Regions from separate parts of the Gasterosteus aculeatus genome. Here region 2 is linked to region 1. A link is a contact called in public Hi-C data. All regions are on one chromosome and are shown on one strand. Each heading gives the region's core, a stretch centred on a gene start, on an enhancer-like site or on the middle of the called end of the contact. The rest is flanking DNA. Distances are from core to core; before and after follow the strand shown. Region 1 holds the start of znf711 (zinc finger protein 711). Region 2 has its middle 8.6 kb from the start of rhogd.

What was found. A called contact is a pair of places that touch in the nucleus more often than the background predicts.
Region 2: a contact with region 1 is called in a Hi-C map of skeletal muscle, with 2.8 times the contacts expected there. The contact joins the enhancer-like site here to the promoter of znf711 in region 1. A contact is called at or near these places in 4 of 6 Hi-C or Micro-C datasets (liver, skeletal muscle, tail fin and 1 more).

The regions. Positions count from the first base shown.
Region 1 is chr4:12,570,123-12,575,008 of fGasAcu3.hap1.1, reverse strand. It overlaps znf711 (zinc finger protein 711), which reads right to left and starts at 2,526. Exons shown (of 8, transcript XM_040172840.2): 1 at 2,298-2,526; 2 at 1,207-1,293; 3 at 1,014-1,112; 4 at 1-643. The coding sequence starts at 1,092. It overlaps LOC120817069 (SLAIN motif-containing protein-like), which reads right to left. Exons shown (of 8, transcript XM_040172843.2): 7 at 3,956-4,226; 8 at 2,880-3,807. The coding sequence ends at 3,753.
Region 2 is chr4:12,621,124-12,626,112 of fGasAcu3.hap1.1, reverse strand. No RefSeq gene overlaps it. Among protein-coding and RNA genes, the nearest start is that of rhogd, 8.6 kb to the left of the region's middle. Within about 2 kb of position 2,687, at least 2 of the 9 cell types and tissues checked have open chromatin away from gene starts, as enhancers often do.

The DNA.
Region 1 (4,886 bases), core at 1,277-3,776:
GAAGTTAGGATCTGATGGTGGTGATGATGATGGTGGTGGTGATGATGATGGGGGTCCAGATCATCCTCTATTGCCACCTCAGAGCCAAGAATATTGTCAGGCATGATCACACTGTGTTCCGAGGACACCATGTCTTCAGTGGTAATTTCATGGGCTTCGACCCCCTGAGACTGCAGGCTTTCGACGTCCACCTCCAGGCCTTCGACAACCTCAGCGTCCAAACCCTCCACTTCCACCTCTTCCTCAAGGCCCTCAACGATGTGAGCCTCCATGTCCTCAACATCGACCTCAGTTTCCAGGCCCTCCACCACGTGCGCCTCCAGACCCACCACTTCCACCCCATCGTCTAGGTCATCGACTACCTGAGCCTCCAGCTCCACGACGTGCGTCTGTAGCCCGTCCACGACTTCGGCCTCCAAGCAGTCCACGTCTGCATGCAAGCTCTCCACCACCTCAGTCTCCAGTTCTTCGACCACCTCAGTGTCCAGGCCGTGGACCACCTGAGTCTCTAGGCATTCCACCTCAAGTTCATGATCCAAGAGGATGCCCTCGTCCGTCAACACTTCAGAAAGAAGCATCCCCTCGGGCACAGACACCACAATGTGCTCGCCGTCAATGTGGGCAAGACCCCCCATTCCTGCAACTGTAAACACGGAGAGGGCTGCATTACAACAAGTTTTGTGATGAGCACAGGCAAAAACTAGTTTTTACACATATGTTTGTGAGGGTGTATTCTTGTTGTTGGTATGCTGTGAAAATGTCAGACTTACCTTTGTATGCCACTGTGATGTGACATACAAAGACCCAGAACATTAGCAGATGTGACCCAAACAACATGAGGTGGAGAAGTGGTCTCTTATGGTATACAGCAATCCTATGCTTTGAGGAAATTACAGTCTGTATATTCATAGCCTGTAGGATCTAGCTCAACCTTTACTGGTGGGATAATGTATCTTGGAATACATCTTGCATGCGTTGATTATTGGTTCAACGTGTCCTATTTCACCACCTACCAAAGTCTTGCATGATCATAGCGTGGGGCATCTTCAGCTCCTGAGTGTGCAGCTCCAACACCCCTCCTCCTTGATCCATGTCTGTACTCTGGAAAAATACTGACATTTGCCGTGTACACTGTGTTAGCCTTTGTTAAAGGTGCGTTGCTAAAAATGAAAGTGAAAACACCCTCAAACAAAGCTGGATACATACCGTTACATTTGATGACAATACCCTTAGAATGCAATCAATAGGGTATTTGATGTACTTTCTCCCATCAAGGTAAATCAATCAGTCCCTCTGTCAAAAAACAAGAAACAAACAATTGGTACAATAAGCATTGTGCTGATGTTAGAAGAGAGATACAGGAGCTTTCACTCAGCACTGTCACATGTTACAATAACGACCACAAGTTGCCACTTAGAATAGGACCACTAGTGTTGTTGGCCGCTGGCTCCATCCATTGCTTATCTAGAGTACTACAGGCAACTTCAACCTGAGGACATATAGGACACCTGGAGCTGGTTGAGCCTGATGGCTGCAGCCCAGCCGAGACAAATGGCTGTCCTGCTCAGTGTGCAAGAGGATGAGCTCACTGGCAACAGCTCTGATTGCTGCTACAAGATGAGTCCTGCCTGTTTGTATGAGAGGGAGTGTATTGCCGTCACACGGCTGTTCAAAATTAGCCAACAGCGTAACGTTAACGTCTGCAGAGATCTGCAGTGATGATACGGGTTCCCGATTTCCACCGTTTCCACCGTATTGGGGTTAAACTAATACGGTGCAGCCACTTTTTTCGTTTTAAAACAGCATTGTACTCTGGACTCCGCATAAAGCTACACATCCTCAGAGTTTATGGCCGCCAATGAAAGTACTGCAGACCTTATGCAATGCATACTACTGCGGCTACCGCCCTCCACCCACTAGAGCTAACTAGCCAGCAAGCTAGCGACGGTCCCCCGAGCGCCATTTTGTTTAGCATTATGGCTAATGTCAGGCATGTAACAACCTGGCGTATTTAATCATTTCAGTATCATCTTCACACAACGTCACAACACCAGTAAAGCCGTTAGCACAAGCAACAACAGAGTATCCCCGATGCAATCATTTTCTTGCAAGCCGTTCCGATCTGCACGACGACGGCCGTTCGGTCAGCTAGCTAGCCGGCTAAGCTAGTTGAAGCATCCTGTGTCGCATTATCTTCCATGTTGTTTTTCCAAAAGGCTGCAAGAGGCCCGCTACGGCCGACTGGGCCCTTGCGTCTTATTCCATATGCCTTTCTAACGGACTCAAATTAATTTTACCTGATAGCGTCGTCTTCTGACTCTATCGGTGTTTCTCCCCCTTCTCAGTTTTGTCTGTTATTGTTTTGGTTTATTTTTGACGGTAAGCTAAGTGCGGCCTGCAGTTTTGGATCCCCGGGCACCCTTTGCTAGGCCTCGGCCAATCAGCTTGCTTCCTGACAAGCAGAGGGAGGGCGGGGGGCAGACAATGCGTGGCCTCGTTTACCGCTGATCCCTTACTATTTGCGTCATGCATAAGAGAGCAGAGTTACATTAAAACAGACGTTCTCGTGATGGAAACATATCGATGCCTAGTTCTGCGACACGTCATTACATTATTTTCGCATCAAGAATTGTATGTATTTTTTTTAATGGGGTTGTAAAATGCACTCAGACTTTGTATGCACGGATGAGGCCTGTGGGCCATTTTGTCACAAGCTGTGGGTGGGTTTGGTCACGAACACAGGAAATAACCGGGAGATGCTGATGGTACTTGCTACTAGTTTTGCAAATGGATTGCAGTTGGATTAAAAAGCATGCAAAGTGAACGGTCCATGACTTGGCGGGCATTTTTTGTACAAGAAGAAAACCCGAATGCTGCAATTTTAATTTTAGGGTAAACTTTATTCTTCATTTTCATTACAGCTCCTAATTGTCAGAGTTGCTCTGCATGAGGGTGCATAGCTGTCTTAAGGAACAAGGCCTTAGTGCATACACATTTTCTTCATTGCAATGGTATCCAAAAGCACTCAAAACAAATATTGATATGCAGTAAAAATACCTGCAAAATGCAGTAGCCTAACAGTACCATTGATGACTCAAGATTCTTCTAGTAGAAAGTTTTGCAGCTGAAATGCGCCTTGGCACAAACCATATTTTCCTTCTTTTTTAGACTTATTTATAAGGGCAGTGTGGTTTACAGGAGTTGCATTGCTTTGTAAGCAAAGAGCATAACACAAATACGAGACAAAGATAATTACACAGTAAACCAATCAAACATTCATGAATTCACACATTTGTAATCTCATTTACATGAGGGATTAAAAAACAAAACCAAGCATGCAACATTCAGCACCTTAATCTAGTAGGAATGCACACAGAAAATTAACAAACCGTATATTTTTTGAAATTGTCTTCATGTCAAGTACATCAAGCAAACAGTGATACAACCCTTAATATTCCAGCACAGTTTCTCACAATTACCATAGAAAAATAAGTGAAATTGACACAAACAAATCTTCTGGAAGCTCAGAGTTGGTCTATGCCACGTGGAGAGTGCACGTGTGCCTTTATGTCTGCCTACACATCCTCTTTGTGTGGGTTGACAAGGTTTCATGCGAGGAAAAGTCAACTACGAATCCGGTGCAGCGAAGGTGCTCCTATCAGAAAAGGTTGTACGACACATTTGTGGACAGTCTTCTACGAGAGGTAAAGAGAAGAGTTGCAGCAGGAAACGTCCTTCATTACCGGCCAGGCTCAGTAACAGCCATCTCTCCAGGATTCATCTGACATTTTATTCAAGCCCAAAGACCTGTCAATAAGATAGAGTTAGTCTTCATTCAAGAGCCATGTATCAGATTGGGATCATATGATTGGCACAACAAAATATTTAACCTTTTTTTTTTTTTTTAAAGGACATTTTCCTCAATTTATTCAAAGATTTTCATTTAAGCACTGACCTGGGCTGCGAGAGTTTACTCCTGGTCGATGCCTGTCCTCGGCCCGCGGCAGCCCTTCCTGCCCCAGTGGAGGCTCTCCCGGGTGTATAGACCCCGCCATTGGCAGAGGCTGGAGACTGGACCCTGCGGCCCCCTCCAGCTTGGGCAACAGGCAGACCTCTAGAAGGCTGACGACCAGCTGCCATGGAGCCCACTGGAGTCACGGCTTTTACTGGGATCCGCAGGGAGAGCGGTGATTGGCCACTGCCGCGCAGCCGACCGGACGGGATACCTGAAAACGGAAGAAGGCACAGTGTTATAATCTAATCCCCACCAGACCGAAGAATAAAGCACACAGTGATATGTAAAAAGATAGATCTGCTTTAGTTGAAATCCCAAACCAGGGGTGTGGCATGTAGGAGGTCAGCCCGGGAGGAGCCACAGATTATCAAGCATATATTTGGAGGAAAGTAGCGGAATATTAATGTAGCAGGTGAGTGAAAGCAGTTATCTCTTCATTACCTGGGGCAGGTGTCAGGGAAGGAGAAGGGCACATTTGGGATGGTTTATGCAACTCTTCAGTACTGGTGGGCCATATACACGAGTTTGTTTTTTTCTTAGGGTTACAGTCAAGGTTTGATCAATGTATCCATTTAAATCAGATTGACAGATTTTTTTCTGCGATGTAATTAGATTGTTAACGTGCATCAAAACTCAAGTTGCGTGTGTTTAACATTTATTATTATGAATTTACTGATGTGTGAATAAAGTATGTATAGTATAGAGAAAGATGGGCACATTTTGTTTTAGTACATGTTTGATATTGGTGCAATCTAATGTTCTCATGTCGTCTGTTGATAAAAAAAAGTCATTCTTCAACGCACTAAAAAAATAAAACAATGAATACATTTACTTTCATAGGAATTCTCTTTTTAACTTTGTTTGCATTTAC
Region 2 (4,989 bases), core at 1,438-3,937, 51 kb before region 1:
ACAAAGTGCGAGAACTGGAAAGTGTTCTGGAAGATTTCAGGGTCCTAGTGACAGAACTGAAGGAGTCTTTGCAGCAGAAAACGGAGGACGCTGGAAAGGAAAATGGGGACAACAAGGAGAGAGTGCGGTTCCTTAGACGGGAAGCTTGTTTGTCTCCAACAGGTTTCCTCCACCAGCCCGTCGAAAACATTAACAAGGCCACTGAGGCCAAGCAGACCTGGACAGATTGGATTTACCACTGGATGTCCTAACCGGTGCACTGCCCCCTCATCACCTCGTCCTTGAGCATGACCCTAAATTGCTCCCGTAGTGATTACGGTGTGTGTCAATAATATGAATGTTAATAGCTGATGGGGCAGGTGGCACTGTGTATGGTATCCCCTCCCCATCAGGTGTGAATGTGTGTGAATGTGCGTGTGTGTGAATGCATGTGAATGCGTGTGAATCGGTGTGATTCTGCGTAAATGCGTTTGAATGTGTGTGAATGCATGTGAATATGCCTCAATGTGTGTGAATGCATGTGAATATGCCTCAATGTGTGTGAATGCATGTGAATATGCCTCAATGTGTGTGAATGCATGTGAATATGCCTCAATGTGTGTGAATGCATGTGAATGAGTGAATGTGTTAATTGTGACAATTGTCCCTTCAATTTCAGGTATTCACGTCATTTCAAGTACAAAAATAAACTAAGTAGCACTATATACACTTTATATACGGATACGGATGGCCTCTGATTCATGGAGGAAGATCTCAACAAACGCCGGTTTGCCGGTCGAGAGGTGCACAAAGTTGTGGAGGAAAATACGGGACAAATATGTCCGCGATAAAGCAGCAGTGGCGATGCACGGGGCAATAAAGTCTATGATAAATAAATAAACACACCAATGACTTCCAAACACAAAGACTTGACTCTCTAGGTCATCTTCGACAAAACACGTTACTCCACCTGTTGGCGGTGAATTACTCTGCAACACACGCAAGACTTTTAGAACCATGAATTGAAATGAGTGCGTGGACACGACTGTGCGTAAAGACGCAGACGCAGAAGTGGACGCAGTGGAATCTGTTTTTAGAGCTCTCTGGTATCTCTGGTGGAAAGAATGTTATTTTTGGTGAAATTCATGGCCCTCCTGACTCTGTCATCAGTTTTCCCATTTTTCAATACTCTGTAACGGAGATTAGGAGAGCTAAACATACTAAACACGCTAAAACCATTTTAAATTAAAAGATATTCTTGCCAGTTTTTCATGGGAAGATTTATGTGTGGAACACTGTTTCTTAGTTCATTGTCTCTCCTGTCTTATGTTTCAATTACCATGTCCGAACACTAGATGGACACAGCTCCATATCGTCCAGAACAGTTTTCCCCCCATACATTTGGAGTTAATGATCTATACCCATCTGGTTTTCAGGGCCATCATTCAACTCGAGACACCCGCAAGTCCAATCAGTTGCAGGAGCCTAAAAACCCAGCGTGCTGCTTGCTTTGAAAAATTCCCTTGACCTTTATGGGTAGTGGCTGTGACAAATGACAGATGTGTTGAACTCCACCCAAGGCTCCTTACAATGTCACTGCAGAAACATTTAGACCCCTTTTATTCTGCAGTTTGTCTAAATATTTTACCACCACGACCAAGCTGAATGAGCTCGTAAACAACATCCCTTCCAACCAGTGACCCCTTCCAACCAACATATTATTGCAGCAGGTGTTCAGAAGGCACAACTGCTCAGTGTGAATACGAGAGGTCTGTCTGCAATGTGTTTAACTAAGGCAGGTGGGTTAATAAGCCGGTTAAGGTCATCCGTTTTTAAATGAGTGATGTTCAAAAGGATTTTACGCCTTCCTTTTTGTTTGTTCTGGTTAAATCGGACACAAGCCTCAGTCTTTGTACATGTTTTTTTAGTAGGCTTCACTTCATTGTTGATATTTTGGCACACACCTGGATTTTTTCGTTCTTCAAAACTGGCGGAAAATGATCTGAGGCTGTTGTCATAGCAACAAGACCATTAGCCCGAAACCTCATTCACAGTGAGGTGGATCATGACCAAGACTGTTTAGGGTGAACATTACCCCACTTTCAAATAGAAATCACTATTAAAATGTATTTGGTGTGGTTATTATTTTTTCTTTTTCTATTATACAGACTTACATTACCTGGACAAAGCTCATACAATATGAATTTATTTTTCAATACTCTGAGCAAAAATACAAATGGAACAAGAGAGAAATGGTATGTAACCATGGCATCATGATGGGATTTATTCATCTCAATACTAAAGTGCATTATAAATTCATTCCCCTGCAGGCGTTTTTTTAATGCCCTTAACAATCAATCATTCAATCAATAGTATATAATTGTAAAACATACACTTATGTGGATGGGAATAGGCAGGCTGGCAAAAGGTGATCAAATACAGCTACTTGAAGGTCTAATAGCTGAGTTAGGTTTTCTTATAAGTAAAGCTGCTTCATTATTTAATTAGAGAGAAGCTCACCCAACCAGCACAAACATTCGTAACATCTGCCGACATTGGCTCACAATAACTAATTCTATATCAGCATTGAAGGTGTGGAAACTATTGAGACATTATGGGGTGTATTGAAATGCACAATAATAGCTTTACCCTGCAGGGACAAAATGAGATTTAAGTCATGAGTCGCTGGACCTAGAGGGAGGCTTCTCTACACATACGTATCTCATATACTGTAGATGCTATTAATAGGTTTAAGTCATCCAGGATCTATAGATCAGTGCCCTTACTAAATGGCCGTTTAGTTTACGGTGTGCTGTACACGATGAACCTGGGTGTTTCACCTTGCGTTTGAATGTGTCAGAAGATGAGATTCCCCATGTGTTCCATCTCTGCCTGGTTGATAGACACATACAGCTGCTGGTAAGACAACCAGTGGATATGCTCTCTGTGAGACATCAGCGTGGAGCGAGTGGGAGTGCTGGCCTCCGTCGGAACCTTGATCTCCGCTCTGTCTATCGCTGCTCAATCTCCCTTTATCTCTCCTCCCTCTCACTGGCCGTTTGATGATGTGCCGGCTGAAGCCAAGAGGACGGGCAGCTCTCGGCATTATTCGGTCAGAGAACTGTGGAGATTCCTCTTATGCATGGCTAAAGAGGAACGGAGAGAAGGCCTTGATCTAGTGGACGGCCTGCAGCAAGACTGAGAATGAGAAAGCTGCAGTTCTGCATTCAAATCAACGTTTTTCAGCAGCAGCAGCAGAGGGAAAATTGCAAAAAGAACACAGAGGTGGGTAAAGGCCGCAAGCTGTGTTTGCAACTAAATAGGATTCAGTGAGGGAGAAACAGTGTTGTGGGGAGACACTAATGGAAAGACTAAATAATGGTTGAGTAGAGAAGACGTTGGTCTTCAAATGTAAATTCAAAGAGAGGGTGGGTGACAAAGGGAAAGATAAAGAGGGAAGCATCCTTCTTCAGATGCCATGGGCTAAGTGGTTGGTTTAAGGCAATAGTTTGATATTTTTTGACAGGGGGAATTCACTAGCATGGCTCTGCCAAAAGTTAACAGGTAAAAGATACCATTGATGGCTTTCATGGTGGCATCACCATGAAGACAAGACAACAGGAAGTCACTGTTTCCTGTTGAGTAACTGTGCCCTTTAAAAACTATAGTTTTTTTTATTAAAACAAATAATATAACATGTGAATTGGATTCCGGGGAGCCCAGCTGTATCCCTGGTTTTCCATCATGCTAAGTGAAGCTAACCAGCCGCTGGTTAAAAATTTAATTGAATTGCAAATCTTATCCTCAGCGAGAGAGTCAATCAGCTTATTTCCCAAAATATCAAACTATATATATATATATACATATATGTATATGCGGAGTGGAACCAGCCTGAGGAAGACCTGCAGACACTAAACTATTATGAGCAAGTTCAGAGCGACGAAAACAGAGGAGCAGAACAAAGAGAAAAAAGCCCAACTCCCAGGTCTACTTAAGAAATAATGATGTTGGTTTGCAGCTCGCAGGTGGGAAACTGCTGTCTGCGAATAACTAAAGTAACAGCGCTGGGAAACGAAAGCCCTCCAATGCCCCCTTCATGTTCTTGTCTCTCAGACCTGTTTTCTGAGAAAACAAACGAAGAATGAACACGTTTAGATGTCCTGTTTTACGTGGACATTGTTGATGCTGGCAATCCCTCAAAATACAAAAAGGGGCTGTTCACTCGCTGTCACCCGCCGATGTCTGCATCGCGCCAGCGGGGAAAGGCCACATGGCACAGGGTCAACACATCTGACATTTCTTTTTGGAGTGATGTGAAAAGGGAAGAGAGAGAAAAGGAGAGAGATCTTTTGGGGGACAAGCCGTGGTTAGATGTAAGTAAAAGCAATCATTGAGCATGAGCTTCGCGGTTCTTCATTAAGATTGGATGGCACATATAAGCGACCACACGCAGAGAGCCTTTCGCCCTTTCCAATAAGCCAGCTCTACTGTTGGTTTTATGCTCTGTCGGAGCTGTCATAACTCTTAAAATGATGAGGCGCTGTGAAAGCAAACACTGTTCAGTCTAAACAAGCCACATACCCACATGCCTCTCTTTGTTTGTGCTTTCCTGTGTGCGTCTGTGGTGTCAGCTCGCCGCGGGATCCGTCAGCAGTGGAGCAGAACCTTCTCACAAACTTTGCCAATTCAGGCATCGAGCAAAAGGTCGCTCGGTAATATAGGCTCCAAGGTACCGCACCGACACATAAAAGGTCACCCAACTGTCAATGCACATCTGGAAACCCTCAACCAGACAAAACATGCAACCTGATGGCCGGACGGAGAGATCGGACTCTGCTTCCCCAGCAACTAGAGAGCTGGTTGGGGTTTCTGGGACAGCGGCCTCAAGAGTGTGCAGCCTGTGCTGCCTTGATTGCGGCTCTCCGCGCCGGCTTTGATCCCGCCCGCCTGGGAGGAGCAGATTTTACCGTTCTGCTCACATTGAAGTAGATATAGTGGCAGGTGGGAAAT